Linked DNA regions of Mus musculus: all the other regions are linked to region 1. Evidence: chromatin contacts called from public Hi-C data. All regions are on one chromosome and are shown on one strand. The core of a region is the stretch at or near the end of the contact, and the rest is flanking DNA. Distances in the headings are between cores, read along the strand shown. Region 1 overlaps Kcnma1 (potassium large conductance calcium-activated channel, subfamily M, alpha member 1). Region 2 overlaps Lrmda (leucine rich melanocyte differentiation associated). Region 3 overlaps Lrmda (leucine rich melanocyte differentiation associated).

Region 1 (2,829 bases), core at 216-2,715:
CCCCTGGATAGAGACAGCACAGCTGGGGAGCCATCCAGGCCTTATGTTTCCCATGATGTGGCTTCAATGGCCCCAAACTGAGGTAGTTCTGGCCCAGGTGTTTGGGACAGAGAGAAGAGTGTGGGTGTAGAGGGCTCCACAGATTTTTGGTAGCCAGAAGCTGAGAGGACACATGGAAAGAAAGGAATTAAAAAAAAAAAAAAGACAAGGAGTGGACAAAGGAGAACAGGAAACCAGATGTAATTAGCATGGAAGGAAAATCTCCATGGTGACTTCCCAATTCTAGAGTGGGGAGCAGTTTCTACAGCCAGACCCATATCTTGCTCCAGAGCAATTGCTCTTGCTCTTGAGCTTCAGTGTTGGTCTCTTACTACAAACACCATACTGTTTTATCTAGTAGACCAGTTTCAGGATTTGTAGGTTGGTCCATTTTGAGCTCTTGATTTCCAAGAGATAGAAGTAAACTTATTTAAAGAACTCCATGTATACCTGGGACCATATTTTCTACCCTCATCTGGACCCAATGCTTCAAGAATTCAGAGAATAACTATATCTCCTTCATAATCTCCAGCTTGCCAGGGCATTCCTCTCTGCTAGCTAATCATGGGGCTCTATGCATCTCCTTCTGATTTCTTATGAGTGGGGCCTAGTTTAGCTACTTATTCAATATAGGCTGTTCTTCTCATTCATGTTCATGCTCCCTCTCCCTCTCCCTCTCCCTCTCCCTCTCCCTCTCCCTCTCCCTCTCCCTCTCCCTCTCCCTCTCCCTCTCCCTCTCCCTCTCCCTCTCCCTCTCCCTCTCCCTCTCCCTCTGCCTCTCCCTCTCCCTCTCCCTCTCCCTCTCCCTTTCCCTCTTCCTCTCCCTTTCCCTTTCCCTCTTCCTCTCCCTCTCCCTCTTCCCCCCTCCCCCTCCCTCTCCCTCTCCCCCTCCCTCCTCCTTACTCAGACCCCATGTGTTTCTTTATGCCTACTTACTACCTTGGCTCTACATGGGCTGTTCCTCTATCTTCTCCCTACTTTCAGGTTTTACCCACAGTGATTCCAGGCCATTTTTAAAGGCCATAATATGGCTATTTCCTTAAAAAGATTCTTTTTATTTGCCCCCTCTTGGGGGTCTATCCTTGCCAAAAGAGAATCACCATGTGCTGTACCTTCATGTTTATTCATTCCACATGTGTTTATTGACTGCTTGCTCTGTGCCAGGCATCAGGGACAGATACATTCCAGCACACCTATTAAACCCTCCAGCCGTACAACAGCTCTCGCTCTCTGTTGAGCTATCTGGCCACCTAAGTGGTTGGGAAGTTCAGCTCGAGAGCTTATTTAAACCTGCCTCGGATCCCAGGGAGTCTCCCTGCAATGCTGTGGTTGCTCTCAGCCTGGCCTCCAGTGTGCGAGAGTGGGATGTGGGTTAAGTCATGTGGTGCTATCTTGGCTTGATACCATGGGCCTGCTTTCCTTTCCTGTTTATGTGGATCTCGGGTGACGTTCACTCTCACTTCTCCCAGGCCTGCAAGGGCCGGACTGCTCACGGGAGGGATGTTTCCCATAAGATGTCATTTACGATTTCTCTGCCTCAGACATCACTCAGGTTGAAATGGGACTGAAGTCTTGTATTTTACACAATCTTTGATCCCTTGTCAGGAAAAGCATTGAGCACTTCTCCTCTCGTAGCCCACGTGACTCCCCTGCAATATCTCAGGATTCCTCGATTTTAAAAACCATAAATTAGCAAATCATCAACATATCACCGGGGAGGTTCATCTGGTAGCGATTGTAGTCAGAAGGAAACATGGGCCCTAATAACTGATTTTCACAAAGATACAAAGAATTGTAGACAGACAGATACAGTAAATAGGAAGACAAATAGATAATTCAAGCTGACAGGCCATCTTGAACTGATTAGGCATTCTGCTTTGATTAGCATTAAACTTTTTGTGGAAAGAGGAAAAAAAGAAAAAAAAATGTTGCCCTCATACTTTGGGAAAACGACCCCTGATGACTTCTGAAATTGGGCACTGAGAGGCAGATCACAGCGCATTTGGCATTAGATGCCCCACATGATGTAGTGTCCCAAGTAGTCCTTTCCAATGACAGGGGCCTTGGTGGGTGTGGATGCAGATACTTCCTCCTTGGCATCTGCTTTGGGTCCTTCTCAGGCACGTCTCCAGTCCTTTTCAAACTTGAACATCTGAAAAGAGACTTGGCTGCATAGTCAATCAAACTCTAGGTAATGCGGATGGGATGAAGGCCTCCCCTCTGCCCCCCTTCCCTGCTGTCTTTCTTCCCTTCCACACACTTAGCAGAATGTTCCACCTATTGTTCTCTAAACAAGAATAGAAATGTAGGTGGGAGATGAACTGGGTACCTTGCGGGGTGGGGGCGCATTCAAGCATCGACTTTTGCTTTCAAATATCCTACCTCCATTTACAAAGGAATTCTGATTGTGAATTTTCTAATTATAATCCCGAAAGATTCTTTCTGCTCAGCCTCATGTTTGATGGAGTGAGTCCTTGCTGGGTAGATTTAGAATCCCAGGAACAAATGCAAGCATCCGAGACTAAGTTGCACCCTATTTTCTGTCTTCCTGACATGCCATTCATTCTGATAGAAGTCTTTCCAGAGTTGCGACGAGCAGTTCCTTGCAGACTTGGGGTTCTTTCCACCACTGCTGTCACCATGCTCTGAAAATAAAACAGCAAACTTTCTCACTGGCCAAGTCCAGCGTCTCTTTGTATTAAAATATCATAGACATCAATGCAGCATGAAGGATGTGGAAATCTGATTCTGTTGCTGTCAGAGTTGAACCTCCATACAGTACTGGTATTA
Region 2 (2,829 bases), core at 125-2,624, 930 kb after region 1:
AGGAAAAGATAAGAAGGTGTTAGCATCCAGGGGTCTTCACGGGGTTTGTTTTCTCTGCCAGATGAAGAAGGAGAAAACAAGAAATATCTGGAGTGAGGCAGGATGCAGTGGAGAAATCCTGAACATAGAACAGGAGCAGACAGAATCAGCGGTCAAAGAAAGGCTTTTATGGGGTGAGGAAACACACAGAAGGCAGGCACATGAAGAAAGAGATGCCCTGCTTTGCAGAGGCAACGGGGAAAGCTAAACTCAGATCTCCTCCAGGACTGAAGCGTTAAGGGTCTGTGAGAGGAGTCTTTCTTCCCCAAGTTTAGAGTTCCTTAGTTTGAACAAAGGCAAGGAGGCAAATAGGTCAGTATCTTTGGGGTAAACAGGTCCTGGCGTGGCCTTGAACTTGTCCATAGGCTGAGTTCCCTGGTGGTGAGATTTAAAAAAAAAAAAAATCTTTCTTTTAAGCTCCTAGGCTTTTCTCTCAGGTCAGGAGTATAAGGAAGAAATCAGCCATCTTGGAATTTCACCACCTTATTATCTAGTCATGTCTCTCTCTCTCTCTCTCTCTCTCTCTCTCTCTCTCTCTCTCTCTCTCTCTCTCTCTCTCCTTTCTCCTTTCTCTGCCTATCAGCAAATCAGTCTATCTCTTAGTCTCTCTCTCTCTCTTAAAAAAAAAAAAAAACTGCCAGAAGAAAAAAAAAAAAATAGGAAGGGGGTGGAGAGATGACTCAGCGTTTAAGAGCACTGACTGTTCTTCCAGAGGTCCTGAGTTCAATTCCCAGCAACAACATGTTGGCTCACAATCATCTGTAATGGGATCTGATGCCCTCTTCTGGTGTGTCTGAAGACAGTTACAGTATACTCATAAAAATAAATAAGTAAATAAATCTTTAAGAAAGAGAGAGAGAGAGAGAGAGAGAGAGAGAGAGAAACTATTCTGAGCACCCAGGTTTCCACCCCTGACTTTCTATATGCATTTTGTATGGTATCAAAATCTGCAAGAGGCCCAAGTTCATATTCATGCAACAGCAGTGCCTTATCCACACAGCGAAATGCAAATGAGTTCAGACCCCGCTCACTTCTCAGCCATGAGCAAACACAAATGGCTAAGGGAATCCAGGCATGGTTATACTCCTACAACAACAGGCCCCGGGCTCTGCTCAACCACTCAGTAGTACGCCCATGTTCACAGAGAAATTTAATGAGCCTGTATTACTGTGGGGATGGATGCCAAGAAAGTCCAACTATGTACACAAAGGTAAATGAGGAAGCCAAAGGGTTAGGCACTGGGAAAAGGGTAGGAAAGATGGAACAGAGAGAACAATATACACAAACCTAGTCATTTCCCATTCCAGGTCTGGTGGTTAGTCACACATGAACTAAGCCTGAGCTGAAAACTTTGAAGTCAACATCTCCCATGGAAACAAAACAGCAGACACACTTGTTTTGATGTATGGCTGGGTGACATAAATATTACATCACATGACCACAGAGGATGCCAATCAATAGGAATTTTTTTTTTCAACAGCACTAAATGAACCACAGGTTCCTGCTTCTGAATGCTATTGCTTAAATGATTAATAGATGAAGCATTGTTCAAAACCACACTTAAAGTGAAAAACAGTAAACTGTAGAAGTATCATTCATTGCTTAAGTCATTTGCTAGCAAAAATGCCGTACAAATTTACATAGAGCTTCCACTATGATGATTTCCGTGACAGCCAGAGAGAAGGTAGACCTCACACTTTGTGGATGAAGGGGCAGGAAAATAGTTTACCCAACGTGGGATAGGCCATTGTTCTGCTTTGTTTAAACACATATGCCACAGGAACTCTGGATTCAAAAGCCATATTGTGAAACCCTAAAACTTCTCAGGGGTAAATGAATCACCAACCAGGATGAAGAAATCAAGCCTGCGGAAAGACCACAGAGCTGAGCTATGCCATGGCCACATCTCACTCTTCCAAATACAGGGAAGAGTGCTTTTCAAGTCAACAATTAAAATAAAATGAATAAAAAATTTAAGCACATTAGAGAACCAGTCCAGCATTTCACAAGATGATGTAGTGAATTTGTAACGGAGTAGGAACACATTTAAGACCTCTATTGTTCCTGGTGGCTGCCTTTTCTCCAAGTGTGAGCATCTACCAGTCACTGTGTGGATAACTTATAGGTTTTCAAAGGCAATTGTGGCTAGATGTGATTTGGGCTGTGTGCAGGCTCTTGATTCCTGTCCCTCAAGGCAGTATTGTCATAAATACACAAACAAACAGCCTTCTCAGCCCCATCTCTCACATCCTGCCAGCAACACAGACCTGAGACGGGGAGGACATGCTTGGGGGACTGCCAAGGTGGATACACGAGGATTGCTCTTAGAGAAACAAACTTACTGCAAAAACACTGACCCACAACTCAGACTTGGATTGAGTCTGGATGATAGTTGCTACTGGCTTACTGGATCGGATACCTACGAAGGGAGAGTAATCCCAAACACCCCAGCATAGTCACGTAGCCACATTCCCATGACTGAGGTTTGCATTCAGCTTCAAGAGACAAGGACTCTGCTTTTGCTCAGTGGTAATCCTTCTCTCCATGTACACATGTCTATAGCAGTGAGAGGAACACAAATGATGGAATGTATAACATGGGGTCACATAGTAAAACGTGGTCTGCTGCCAAAAGAATCATAGCGGCTGAGCTGACTCCAAGTTGTCTCAGGACCACTGATCTAGACAGCCATCCCTGTTTTAAGTCGTCCTATTGGAATGGAGCTCCACATTAGGTTTTCAGATCTTACTGCCATACAGTGAAGCTTAGTCTGCTTTGTCAAGCTGCCCA
Region 3 (2,829 bases), core at 134-2,633, 840 kb after region 1:
CCATTAGAGAAAAAAATAATGCATAGGTAAGGGAAAATCTGAGGTTGGGGTAGATATAGCAGAAACAGAGCCACAGGTTTTTAAGTCTTATCTAAAAGTCAAACAAAGATTGATGGATCCTGTAGAACAATGGCAGAGGATGGGGCAGGATGAAGGGAGATGCTCCCACAATGCATTTATGTAGAAATCAGATCCTGGAGTTGAGAACTTATGATTAGGAAAGGCTACAGCATTCTCCAAACAGGAAAAAGATCCTTACACATATTCTCTCTCATTCATCCAGCAATTCAGACACAGAACATCAGAATGTGAGCTCCCCAACATGCCACTTTAACAGAGTGATTATTTTGACCTAAAGACCTTTGAGCAAAAGTAGATATAAGATCTCAGCTCCTGTCCAATTTGCCTAAAAGCAAGACATAAATTTTTAAAGGAATCTCTTTCCTCTGCCTACCAGGAAAAACAGAAGATTAATCACAGAAGATAACTCTAGACCCTGCACCAGTAGATGGCCCTGAGAACCCAAATTGCTCCAGAGCCCTTATCCAGTCCCTCTGCCACATCTTTAGCTTCCTAATTATTGTCCTAGAAACTTGAAGTCTATTTACTTTATCATACCCCATGTTCCATCCATGTGTTACTAAACTTCTGGAATGGTTTCTTTTTCTTGTTAACCAGCATGCATGGCTTCAGTGGACCACAGTTCACAAGAACACAATAGTACTTTTCTCTCCTCAACTATATAAGAAATATATTGGGCTTCTAGTTTCTGCCAAGTGATGTTTAAGTGTTCAGGGCACAAAGATTTACATTTTCGTAGCTCAACAGCCAGAAAATTCATAAAGAAAACCTAATTCTAATGGTGGCGGATCTCATAGAGCAAATAAAACTGGGTAGTGAAACCAGAGTGATTCGGGGTAGTTGTGACCTTCAGCAATGACTTTAGTATCCATGGTGAGAAAAGATCTCTCCCAGAAGGCGACAATCAAAAAAGACAAGGAGCTGGAACTCAAAAGATAACCAGAGTCCGATGCAAGAGAAGAAAGACATCAAAATCTGACAATAGGGATCTCTAAAGGGAGAAGCCACTTAGACCTCACCTCTGAAGCTGCTAGCCCTATTTGTGCCTGCTAGGTCTTGAGGCCCCAGCTGGGCTGTCCAGGGGTATACACAGAGTCCCTGAACTGTCTGCTCAGTTGGGTTTTAATAGACTGCCTCTATTAATTATGAGGCTGCCAGCAACGCCCCCACCCCAACTCCCAGCTAAATAAAGCTACCCCAGTTGCTTGGCTGAAAGTTTGAAACACACGCACATACAATGTCTTGGTGTGTGCAGCATTTGGCTCTTTGCTGAGAGTTTTGCCTTCCTTTTGCAGTTAATAATTAGCTCTGCCTTGGTCCTCACAAAGGGTGCCACCTAAACAAAAGCACACGCTAAGTGCGTTCGCTATACTTGCCACCCGAATAAATAGGCAAAGGGATGATTAATGAATGAGGGGGGAATTCCACACAACAGTGAGCGAAAACAAAGGCCCATGGGTTTGTTGCCCACAAACCCAGACAAGCACTATCCAAAGAGGTGACAGAAAGCAATACCCCAAAAGCTCTGTTTAACAGACAGGTTGTGAAGACTTCATTTTGCCTTGTTATGACAGCCAAAGTGTTTTTAGTACATTCTGACATGTTAAAGGGCCAGGGTCAGCTGAGGCAAAAGCACAGGTTGTTGGAGGAGTTGTCCTGCAGGGGTAGGGAGGGGCACATTTTTTTGTGTGAGTGACAGAGGCAGCCCAAATGCCTCAGACAACACTCTTGAGACTCTTTTGTGAGGCAAGGCCTGAGCAGACATTTTCAAAGAGTTGTTTGGATGTCACACGAAAGCAGATGAGGCACCACACAAACACCCCAGCTGAAGCTGTCTGACAGGACCTGTCCCAGCCTCAAAATGGCTGCCTCATACAGCAGGCTGGGCCTTGGGGCTAGCTAATAAAGAACTCAGTTCTAAGGCCTCTGTCATCAAGTGACAAGAACTGAAGGGCTCTCTGCAGCAATGTGCGGGCTCAGGAGGGTCCTGGCTGATCGGAGACCTTTGTACACATTCTCCTCTCGTTCATTCTCAGGGAAATGTACCCCCCTCGCTCCCCCAAGGATATGGCCGTGGCCTTCATCTCTTTGGCCTAGTTAGATTTTAATGGTCTGTGTAGGGATGAGCTGGTGAGGACTGGCCACTGGCCAAACACTAGGGAGGCTGGGTTAGCTTTCTAAGCACTTCCTCACCTCCTCTTTGTAACCCCCCTTCCCCCTCCCCTCCACCCAGAGTTTTCCCTGTCAACCAGGTGCCCATTCCCACAGGCTCTCTTTCCAGCCAGGTGTCTGATGGGAAAGGATCTGATAAATTAATCCCCATGGAAGATTTAGGTGATAATGAGCTGAAAGGGACATTTGCATTTTAATGGAGGCCTCTAACAGCCTCAAGGCCTCCAAGAACCAGCAATGCAAGAACTGTGCAGTTGTAAGCTCTCAGGGCAGGCCAGGGGAGAGGTATTTACCAGCAAGATGTTCCCAGGGTTGCATCACACAGACTTCTGCAGGAATCTATACATTCAGACATCACCCTCCTTCCACCTGTGTGACTAAGGACTGGAGATCATGCCATGGGAGGAAGTGGGTGCCCAGTGCTCTGAACGGGAGCCCCTGAATGAGTAGGAGAGGTGGCACCACCCAATAAATGATGCAAACATAGACTGGGCCTTTCTCAAGGAGACCACCATCCTCAGATAACACGCAAGGCAGCAGATGTGCTGAAAAAGGATGCTTACGTGGGAGTCACAG

Evidence for each region. A called contact is a pair of places that touch in the nucleus more often than the background predicts.
Region 2: a Hi-C map of uterus shows a contact between it and region 1, with 3 times the contacts expected there. The contact joins two enhancer-like sites. A contact is called at or near these places in 18 of 484 Hi-C or Micro-C datasets (the Ba/F3 cell line, the N1E-115 cell line, brown adipocytes and 11 more), 1 of 115 datasets of contacts at active chromatin or transcription factors (astrocytes) and 2 of 9 other capture datasets (embryonic tail and embryonic trunk).
Region 3: a contact with region 1 is called in a Hi-C map of uterus. The contact joins two enhancer-like sites.

What each region holds. Positions count from the first base shown.
Region 1 is chr14:23,519,892-23,522,720 of GRCm38.p6, reverse strand. All of the region lies in intron 9 of Kcnma1 (potassium large conductance calcium-activated channel, subfamily M, alpha member 1), which reads left to right. 5430425E15Rik (a long non-coding RNA gene) reads right to left here. Exons shown (of 4, transcript XR_003951125.1): 4 at 1-2,829. Among named protein-coding and RNA genes, the nearest start is that of 5430425E15Rik, 11 kb to the right of the region's middle. RefSeq lists an enhancer at 1,123-2,575. Within about 2 kb of position 1,465, at least 20 of the 459 cell types and tissues checked have an H3K27ac peak or open chromatin away from gene starts, as enhancers often do. A contact at or near this core is called in uterus, where this site is marked.
Region 2 is chr14:22,586,461-22,589,289 of GRCm38.p6, reverse strand. All of the region lies in intron 4 of Lrmda (leucine rich melanocyte differentiation associated), which reads right to left. Among named protein-coding and RNA genes, the nearest start is that of 4930405A10Rik, 45 kb to the right of the region's middle. Within about 2 kb of position 1,374, at least 56 of the 459 cell types and tissues checked have an H3K27ac peak or open chromatin away from gene starts, as enhancers often do. A contact at or near this core is called in uterus, where this site is marked.
Region 3 is chr14:22,678,930-22,681,758 of GRCm38.p6, reverse strand. The region is part of intron 5 of Lrmda (leucine rich melanocyte differentiation associated); the gene reads right to left. Among named protein-coding and RNA genes, the nearest start is that of Gm30926, 120 kb to the left of the region's middle. Within about 2 kb of position 1,383, at least 24 of the 459 cell types and tissues checked have an H3K27ac peak or open chromatin away from gene starts, as enhancers often do. A contact at or near this core is called in uterus, where this site is marked.